2 separate regions of the Mus musculus genome follow, and region 1 is linked to region 2. A link is a contact called in public capture Hi-C data. All regions are on one chromosome and are shown on one strand. Each heading gives the region's core, a stretch centred on a gene start, on an enhancer-like site or on the middle of the called end of the contact. The rest is flanking DNA. Distances are from core to core; before and after follow the strand shown. Region 1 has its middle 23 kb from the start of Gm38388. Region 2 overlaps Raph1 (Ras association (RalGDS/AF-6) and pleckstrin homology domains 1).

Region 1 (4,710 bases), core at 561-3,060, 82 kb after region 2:
CAAGTGTTTTTACCTGCTGGGCCATCTTGCTGTCCCAGGTTTTAAAGGCTTGGTTCTGAGCAGAGCACTGTTGGAATGTGTTGGATCCTTTAGGAGGTATAGCCTAGGAGGCCTTTAGGTCTCTGAGGAAGTGTTCTTGAAGTGGACTGAGAGATCCTAGTCTCTTCTTTTTTCTCTCTACTGCTTCCTGGTTTATGATAAAGGAGGTTTGACTCCATTATTCTCTCTCTAGACACTTCCTCCAGAATTCCCAAGCAGTGGGACCACTTGATGATAGACTGGAGTGTCAAAACCCATGAGCTAAGAAAATTGTTTCTTGTCTAAGTCAACTATCTCAGGCACTTTGTTACAGTAGCAGGAGGCTGATTAGTACAGGAGTACTGTAAAGATCGTGGCTGTGAATATCCATGATCATATTTATGCGATCTTCTGTGAATTTGACTTCTGTTCTTTGAAGTCTGTAAGCAGAGCATGGTATCCATCTCTTTGCCTAGGCATGAGACTGGCTGGATTCACTCTTGGGGTGGTATTTTCGGGAAGGCTTAGTTGAAGAGAGAAGACCTACTTAACGAACCATTTCTTCCCATGGGCTTGGATCCTGGGCTGAATGAAAATGAGGAAATGAGCTGAGAACCAACATTAATCTTTGCATTTAGTTACTTTTGTGCTTCTATGATAAAATGCCATGCCAAAAAAGTGAGTTATGAAAAAGTTTACTTTGACATACAGTTGAAGAAAGAAAGCTAAGAGACCTTTCTGGCAGCAAATGGTAAACAGGGCAGCAAGAACCAGAAGCAGAGAGGTCACATCAGGAAGCAGAAGTCTAACTAGAAGTGGGGTGATGCTTCCAGTGATGTTGTATCTCTGGTACCTCCCCAAATAGCACCAGCATGTGTTTAGACGCCGAGCCTATGGGGGACATTTCTCTATGCTTCTTGACTGTGGAAGCAATGTGACCAGCAGCCTCATGCTTACGCCACCAGTTCTGTCCTCAATATGATGATCTGCATCTCAGACTATGAGCCCTTCCTTAATTGGCTTTCATCATGCATTTCATCACAGCAATAAAAGTAATACAGGTGGACCGGAGAACAGTAAAAGTATCCTGTAGAGAATACTGCCTAAGAGTGTTAGCTGTCTGAGGAATTTATTACCTAAACAAAGATAAGCGAGGATCAATGGTCCACAGTAGACTAAAACCTACCTGGAAGAAAAGAAAGCTGTTGTTGGTTATTTGAAGGATTGAGTGTACTTCCTAAAATAACTTCTAAAAGGTGTATGGGTGTTTCATCTGCGTGTATGTCTGTGCACCAAGTGCCTGCCTAGTGCCCTTGGAGGCCAGAAGACAGTGTTAGGTCTCCCAGGAGTTAGTTATCATCTGCTTTGTGGATGGATGCTGGGAATTGAATCTAGGTTCTCTGGAAGAACAGCCAGGGCTCTTAACCAATGAGTCATTTCTCCAGCTCTCGTTTTGAGTTTTTTTCTAAAGGAAAGCCATAAATTCTTTACAAAAGAGGGTCAGCTGACAAACGAATACCTTTCCCAACAGAGGACACCAATGGCTAAATAAAATGGAACCAGCTAAATAATGAAGACTTTTTGCTTCTTCTCTTTTAAGTTTTGAGACAGGATCTCACCTTATAGGCTGGGCTAGCCTTGAACTTGTAGCAGTCCTACTGCCTCAGTATCCGAAGTGTATATCTCAGTGAACTACCTGGATTCTGGGCATACACCACTAGGCTCAGCCTCTGTGTTTCCTCAGTTCTTTCTCCTCTGCTTCTCAGGGGGAACAATGAGCAGCAGACTGAGTCAGGCGTGGCTGAGTCAAAAACTGTGTTTACTTCCTTATTGCTGGTTACTAAGATCCAGGAGTGCTGGCCTAGAACTCAGGTGGGAAAGGCCAGCAGAGGAAATGAGGGTTGGAGTCTAAAGAATATTAAGTCTGAATAACACCTTCAAACAGCACTGTTGTGAAAGGAAAAGCACGAGAGCTTTCCAGTCTGAGCAAAATATTGTTTGGGGCTGGAAAAAAAAATAAACAAAGAAATTTGAAAATTTGAAGCCTAATATAGGGAAAAAGAAAATATAAAATAAAATAAAGCCTTTCTGTTATTATAGTCTTCATGCCCAGGAATAGCACTGCTGAGGTAAATTTCTGGGTATTTTAAAATATGTTTGTGTATGTATGTATGTATGTATGTATGTATGTATGTATGTATTTAATTACTGTGTGTGTGTGTCTGTGTGTGTCTGTGTGTGTACTACAGCATGTGAGTGAATGTTAGAAAGTAATTTGAAGTCATGTGTGTCCTAGGGATTGAACTCAGGCTATCAGGCTTGGCAGCAGGGGCATTCGCCTTGTGTGATGGCTAATCTTGGTTGTCAATTTGACTACATCTGGAATCAACTAACACTCACTCCGTTGGGCATTCCTATGAGGGATTTTCCTAGTCAGATTGTTTGAAGCAGGAAGACTCACCCTAAATCTACGCCATTAAAGGACAAGGAAGAAGGAAACTTCAGTTTTGCTGACAAGTTATCTACCCCATTGCTGTGGCTGACAGAAATCAAGCTTCTTCAGGATTCCAACACAGACTGAGACCAGCAGCTCTCCAGGAATCTTCTGGGACTCCGGCACCAGATTGGAATAGCAGGAGACAAGCAGCCTCAAGGACTAAGCAACTTTTTGACTTTTCTATTATGAGACAGCCATTGTTGAACTACCTGGACCACATGATGCAAGTCAATCTAATAAACACACATGTATATGTAAATATGTATGTATGTATGTAAGTATGTGTGCGTATGCATGTATATTCTATCAGTTCTGTTTTTTCTGAGAGTCATGACTAACACACTTGCTGAACCACCTCACCAGTCTCTGGATGATCTAATTGCACACAAGCCAGTAAATTCCACTTCCTATGTCTCTGTCCCACTCACCCACTCCCTTAAGTTTCAGCAACAGGTTTGCAACTTGCATAGGAAGGATTCCTGATTGTATTATTGCATTGTAGATATGAGTTCCATGGCCTGATATCTAGAAAGAGGCAGAAGAGAAAGTCTTTTTGAATTTTTTCTTTATCAGTAATGATTGGCTTTTCCTTTGGTGGGGTTTCATCACTCCTGTCTTACATGATAGAGAGTATGAATTTGTAGGTGGTGTTTTATTGAGCAAGTATTTTAGTTAAAAAAAAAACATGTAAAATGATCAGAATAAAGACATTTTCAAACTCTGGGAGTGCAATTATATTTGTAGCTCTCTAGAAATGGAAACATCTATTAATGCTAAAAATACTTCGATAGAGTAATCATCTTAATTTTATTAAAACAAGCTTTTCTCACCACAGGAATGATCGTTATGGACCTTGGTTAGGGAGACTTCCTTCTGCAGAGCACATATCTTCCTCCAAGTAGTTATGTTTACTGAACATTTTGAAACTTCACAGAAGTCATTCCACTGCCCAAAGGCCCATTCAGTACACAAGGTCAAGGCAGCAGAAGGATAATGTGGCAGCCTCCTTTTTCTTGACAGCGAGCTGATAGCAATGAGATGAAATTCAACAGAGATGAATTCATTTGGCATAAACATAGAACTGTTTGTGGATGTGTGCCCTAACATTAAATGAACCCAGGAAATGCTGAATCAGCTTTGATAGCAGTTCATGTTAGAACAACAACAACAACAACAACAACCCAAAAAAACCCCCCAAAACAACAACAACAACAACCACCCAAGTCTTAGAAGTGTGGTGGGGACAAGGTGTGTATGGGAGATCTCTGTAACCAAAATCTGTTCTTAAAAAGAAAGTCTGTTTAAAAAAGGAAAAGCAAATTGTTATTTGACCCCAACTTACTGTATAGAAGAGGCCATAAGGGCCATGGTGTAACCCAAGGCGGTAAAAATAGAAGGGCTCTGTGAGCAGCCTGAGGTCAGGGTGGGCAGGGATGACCTCAAATCACATCCTTCATCCTTTGTTAGTTGTATTATTGTAACACCTAGCTTTTTCTCTGTCTGCCCCAATTCCCGAATAACGATATGAAGACTTACATTTATTTACAGGGCTTATGATCTTAAGGTAGGCATTGTTTCCCACTTAGCTCATAACTCAGTTATCTCATTTATACTTGCTACGTGGCGGGTTAGTCACTTCTCCTCAGTTTCACACTTCTGACTTACTCTGAGTGCTGAATCTTCCTGTGCCTGAGCCCGAATCTTTCCCAGCATTCCTCTCTCTCCTGTATGTCCCGCCTTTTCTCTCCTGCCCTGCTATTGGCCATTCAGCTTTTTATTGACAGGGGAACACTTTCACAGTGCCTAAGAGATTATATCCTTACATATCTCTGGGCTGTCATTTTGAGTGCTAAGCTTAAAAAAAGAAGTTGTCAAGTGGAAAGCTTTCTGTTGAGGACAGTTGTCCCAGATTAAAAAACAAAAACAAACAAAAACAAAAACAGAACTATCACACTCACAAAGACCAAAGGGCCAACCAGATGTCTTCAGATATTTGGAAGATTCACATGGGAATAAAGGAAAACTTTTTACAGAGACTTACAGTTCTCAAAGACCCTTTACTCTTTCTGTTTAATTTATGTTGACTGGGTGGGAAACCAGAAACACATTGTTTTCACCATTTAAGTGAGAAAATCAAAGCTCCAAGAAGCTAACTTCACTTTGTTCAAAGAAGCAGGGTGGTTAAAAGGGATGCT
Region 2 (4,530 bases), core at 185-2,684:
TGACCCCCAACCACAGAATTATTTCTTTGCTACTTCATACCTTTAATTTTGCTACCATTCTGAATTAAAAAGTAAATATCTGATATGCAGCATATCTAATATGCAACCCAGACGGTGGTTAAGAACCATTGAGTTAGACATTTATCCTGTAAGACAATGTTCTAGCTGTGATATATATCAAAAGTACCTGGGGGTATATGTTGTTTATTTGTTTCAAGATTTGTTTTATTTTCATTTACATGTATATCTGTGTCTGCACAAGTTTATTCATATGTGAGGACTACTTGGAGGCTAAAAGAGGTAGTCAAATTTCCCTGGAGCTGAAGTTATGGATGGCTGTGAGCTGCTTGATGCGGATGCTAGGAACTGAACTCAGTTCCTCTGGAAGAGGATTAAGTGTTCATAACTATGAAACTGTTTCTCTAGCCACCTAAAAGTCAGTATATGTAAGCTCCTCAAAGCTTGAACCCCCTGCCAACCCCCACAACTACCACAGAAAACAAAACAAAGCAACGCCCCCTAAGATCAGGCCACAGTATCTCTCCAATCGGAGATCCCCTGGTAAGCTCTACCCTCAAGAAGCCCTATATAAAGCCTGCCTCCTGTTCAGTTCTCTGCTGCTTTTCACCTGGGCAGAGGCATCCATCTTCTTGTGTCTTTCCCAATAAATCTCTTGTGTGAGGTTTGTTGTGCAGTGTGACTTTGTGGTATTCCTTAGCTCCTGACTGCTAAGATAACTTTTCCCACAACACACTTACAGTATATAAATGACTTGTCTATGACCTACTAAAAACTAATGTCAAGGAGGTAAGAAATTTTAAAGTCCCTCCGGGTATTATATCCTCTAAAGTTTGACAATTAAAATATAAATGACTGTTGGCTTCAGATACTTTTAAGAAATCAAGTGATGCATTTTTATGTAGCTGTGATTAGGTTAAAGGCAGCACAAACTAGAATAATATTGTAGTATACTATAAAGAAATTAGGTATCATTGGGTTAAAAAAATAACATACCTAAGTATTTTCTTCTATTACAACGTAAATGTTTACTCCTTCAGACAATTTTTGTTCATTTTCAGTTATTTTCTATTAGCTTTCTTATTAAAAAGTGACTTGTTGAAATGAAACACCTCCTATACTGCTGTAATATAAGTAATTCTAAAGTAATTCTAAATAGAATGTGAAGACTTCCACATTCAAGGAGTGCCTCCAACTAAGCAAGATACAACTGTTACAAAGTAAAAAACGCATGCACATACACACCCATGCACAACCATGCCAGAGAGAGAGAGAGAGAGAGAGAGAGAGAGAGAGAGAGAGAGAGAGAGAGAGAATATTACATTTAGCAAAGCACAAAAAGATGAAAGGCCCCAAAATGAAGGAAATAGGAAACCACACAGTATAAAGTGGATGGAGAATGAGATGACAAGAGGCTGTTGACTCATAGAACAGGCTAGAGTCTGCTATGTTTATGTGGTTCCTCTCCTAAGCTACATTGTATTCTTTTAATACGGGACATTTAGTTTCGCTGTGATCTAAATCCTGAAACTTGTAAACTGCTTAAATGAAAAATGGGAATTTAATAGCCTTAGAAATATAAAGATTGTTTTAATTTTTTTCTTTCCTTAGATGTTTTCTTTTAAATGTTCTGGGCTAGAGATATATCTCAACGGTTAAAAGCACTTGTTGCTCTTGCAGAGTACCCAAGTTTAATTCTTAGCACCCATTTTGGAGACTGCAACTATCAATAATGCTCCAGTTCCAGGGGCTCCAACACCCTCTTGTGACCTCCAACAGACACCAAGTACAATCACAGTGCACAAACATATATAGAGGCAAAACACTAATACACATATTTAAAAGTAAATAATAAAAAATTTTGAAATTTATGTTCCACACATTCACTAAGTTTTGTGAGAGCAATTCTATGCATCTGTTCTTAGTTCTTATTACATTCTTACTTTACTATTTATTGTATGTAAGTGAATGTGCAATGGTGCATATGTGGAGGATAAGAGGACCATACTGATATAAACACTCTTTCTTATCACAGAATGCCAAGTAGTTAATATAGATGAAATGACAGGAAAAGAAATCATGATTTTCTAGTTATCATAAGCAAACACTGAGGGTTTTTTGTTTTGTTTTGTTTTTGTTGTTTATTTGAGACAGGGTTTCTCTGAGTAGGCGTGGCTGTCCTGGAATTTGCTCTGACCAGGCTATCCTCCAACTTGAGATTGGCCTGCCTCTGCCTCTCAAGCACTGCCATTAAAGGTGTGTGCCACCACCGCCCAGCAGCACTGAATTTTTAAAGAAATGAAAGTAACTTATTGTTTTAATCAAGGAAGGGAATCATCAACACACTAGAGCTAGAGAACGGAAATTTAATAAGACTACGTATTCTCAGAGTACTTCTCCACATGGGAAGACACTGCCTTAACCAAGTGATCACTGTATCACAATGTTGAGGCAAGCCAACATTACATGAGTCAGAAGTCACTATTCTATAGTATTCCTGTCAAAAAGTAGTCAAACCACTGAAACTTTTAAAAAACTAACTGGCGTATAACTTTCAAAATCATAAAGGCTGAGGAATTGTAAGAGGAACGAACACACAGCTAAATGTGATGTTGGATTTTAGGTAGGAACCTAGATCTACATAAAATAGACAAAGGTTAAATATAAAGGACAACATTAGGATGAGAGATAAAATTTACTATCTATTGTGAACAAAATCACAGTAATGAATCCATGTCATATTTTCTGATCTTGATTATAGGAGTGCTTAAACAAAGAACTAAAGAATCCTATCCTAAAGCGAATGGGAACTCATGAGGTCAGCAAGTCTCGGCACAGTAAAGAAAGAGACTGCCTACAAAACTGGGAGGAAATCTTTGCTAGTTATACAACTAACAGGATATCTAGAGTATACAGATAACTAAAGGAAGACAAAAACAAAAACTAAACATGAAATCAACGTATTTGACAATGGGCTAAATTAAATGAAAGGATAGTTCTCAAAAATGAAATAGAAATGGTCAAAAAAATGTATGAAAGAATGTTCATCTCAGATTAAGCAAATTAAACCAGTCTTTCAGAAAGACAAATATCATCTCACTAGCTATCAGAGAAATGTGAATTAAAACACTCAGATTCTATTTCACTCTAGTCAGAATGACAGCCATTAAGAAAACAAACAATAAACAGGTGGTGGGGACTAAGAGAACCCTTCAACAGTGTTGATAAGAACATCAACCACTTCAGCCACTAAGGAAATCACCAAGGAGTGTCTAAGACAACTAAAAATAGACCCAGCAGGTATTTACCCAAAGGATGTCAAATCAACATCATGTAGACATTTGCATGCCAATTGTTTATTGCAGCTCTATTTAGAATAGCTAAGTATGAAACCAACCAAGCTGCCTAAGAACAGAGGAACTGATAAAGAAAATGTGACATATAAACACAACCAAATTTCTTCATCTGTAAAGAACAATGAAGTTATGTGATTTGCATGAAAATGGATGTAACTGGAGATACTCAGACTAAGCAAATTAAGCCAGTCTTTCAGAAAGACAAATATCATTTGTTTTCTCATATGTGGTTCTGGATTTTAATTTACATTGAATATATAAAATCATTAAGTATATAAAACCACGGGAGCAGAAGCTTAACTGTTCAAGGGAATACAGAGATTAAAGGGGAAGGAAAAAGGTAAGAAAGCGAAGGAGAGGGAGGTCTCAGAGGCAATATACTCAATGTAGAATATACACTATACCACATATGTCCTTATATAAAATAGTGTAAGAAATATACAGGGAGAAAAATTTTAAAGATTTTTGTGTAAAGGAGCAAAATGTCTGCAAAGTTGTTTTCAGGAGACAGAAGGAGAAAAGTGTGTACGTGTGTACATGTAGTGAGTGGGAAGTGTGTGGGTGGAGATGGAAAAAGAGAAATGATAACCAGGCAAAATGTAACAACAGGTGGGTTTGAGTAAAGAAAGTATGGGAAATGTCTGCAATGTCAAAACTTTTCTATAAGTTTGAAATTATATTAGAATAATGAAAGGAAAAAAGACAAAAAAAATAGGGTCAAGAAGGAAGTTATAATTTAGTCAAGAAACAAAGTCAATATGTAGATTATTTAAAATCCAGAGTAATCTTAAAATGAAACATAGGCTACTAAACATATTTTACTAAACTAAACATACAACCTAGTCAAAGGATACTGAAAAATTATTGTATAATTCTTTAGCATGTGGTTTTAAAATTATATGTGCATATATATTACTCTTCCTAAACTATTTTCCTGCTTATTCAATTACCGTTTTAGACATAGTCTGATGATGATTAAAAATTAATTTTATCTAATGCAAAGAGAACAATAATTACTCCACAGATAATTCAAAGAGACATTCAAGCAACAATATGAACTAACCAGTACCCCCAGAGCTCCCTGGGACTAAAGCATCAAAGAAAACACATGGTGGGACTCATGGCTCCAGATGCATATGTAGCAGAGCATGGCCTA

Evidence for each region. Capture Hi-C pulls out chosen DNA fragments and counts their contacts.
Region 1: a capture Hi-C map of bone marrow-derived macrophages shows a contact between it and region 2, with 5 times the contacts expected there. The contact joins two enhancer-like sites. A contact is called at or near these places in 1 of 15 datasets of contacts at CTCF or cohesin (CD8 T cells), 1 of 484 Hi-C or Micro-C datasets (bone marrow-derived macrophages) and 1 of 9 other capture datasets (bone marrow-derived macrophages).

The regions. Positions count from the first base shown.
Region 1 is chr1:60,620,166-60,624,875 of GRCm38.p6, forward strand. No RefSeq gene overlaps it. Among named protein-coding and RNA genes, the nearest start is that of Gm38388, 23 kb to the left of the region's middle. Within about 2 kb of position 1,811, at least 34 of the 459 cell types and tissues checked have an H3K27ac peak or open chromatin away from gene starts, as enhancers often do. A contact at or near this core is called in bone marrow-derived macrophages, where this site is marked.
Region 2 is chr1:60,538,072-60,542,601 of GRCm38.p6, forward strand. All of the region lies in intron 1 of Raph1 (Ras association (RalGDS/AF-6) and pleckstrin homology domains 1), which reads right to left. Among named protein-coding and RNA genes, the nearest start is that of Raph1, 26 kb to the right of the region's middle. Within about 2 kb of position 1,435, at least 24 of the 459 cell types and tissues checked have an H3K27ac peak or open chromatin away from gene starts, as enhancers often do. A contact at or near this core is called in bone marrow-derived macrophages, where this site is marked.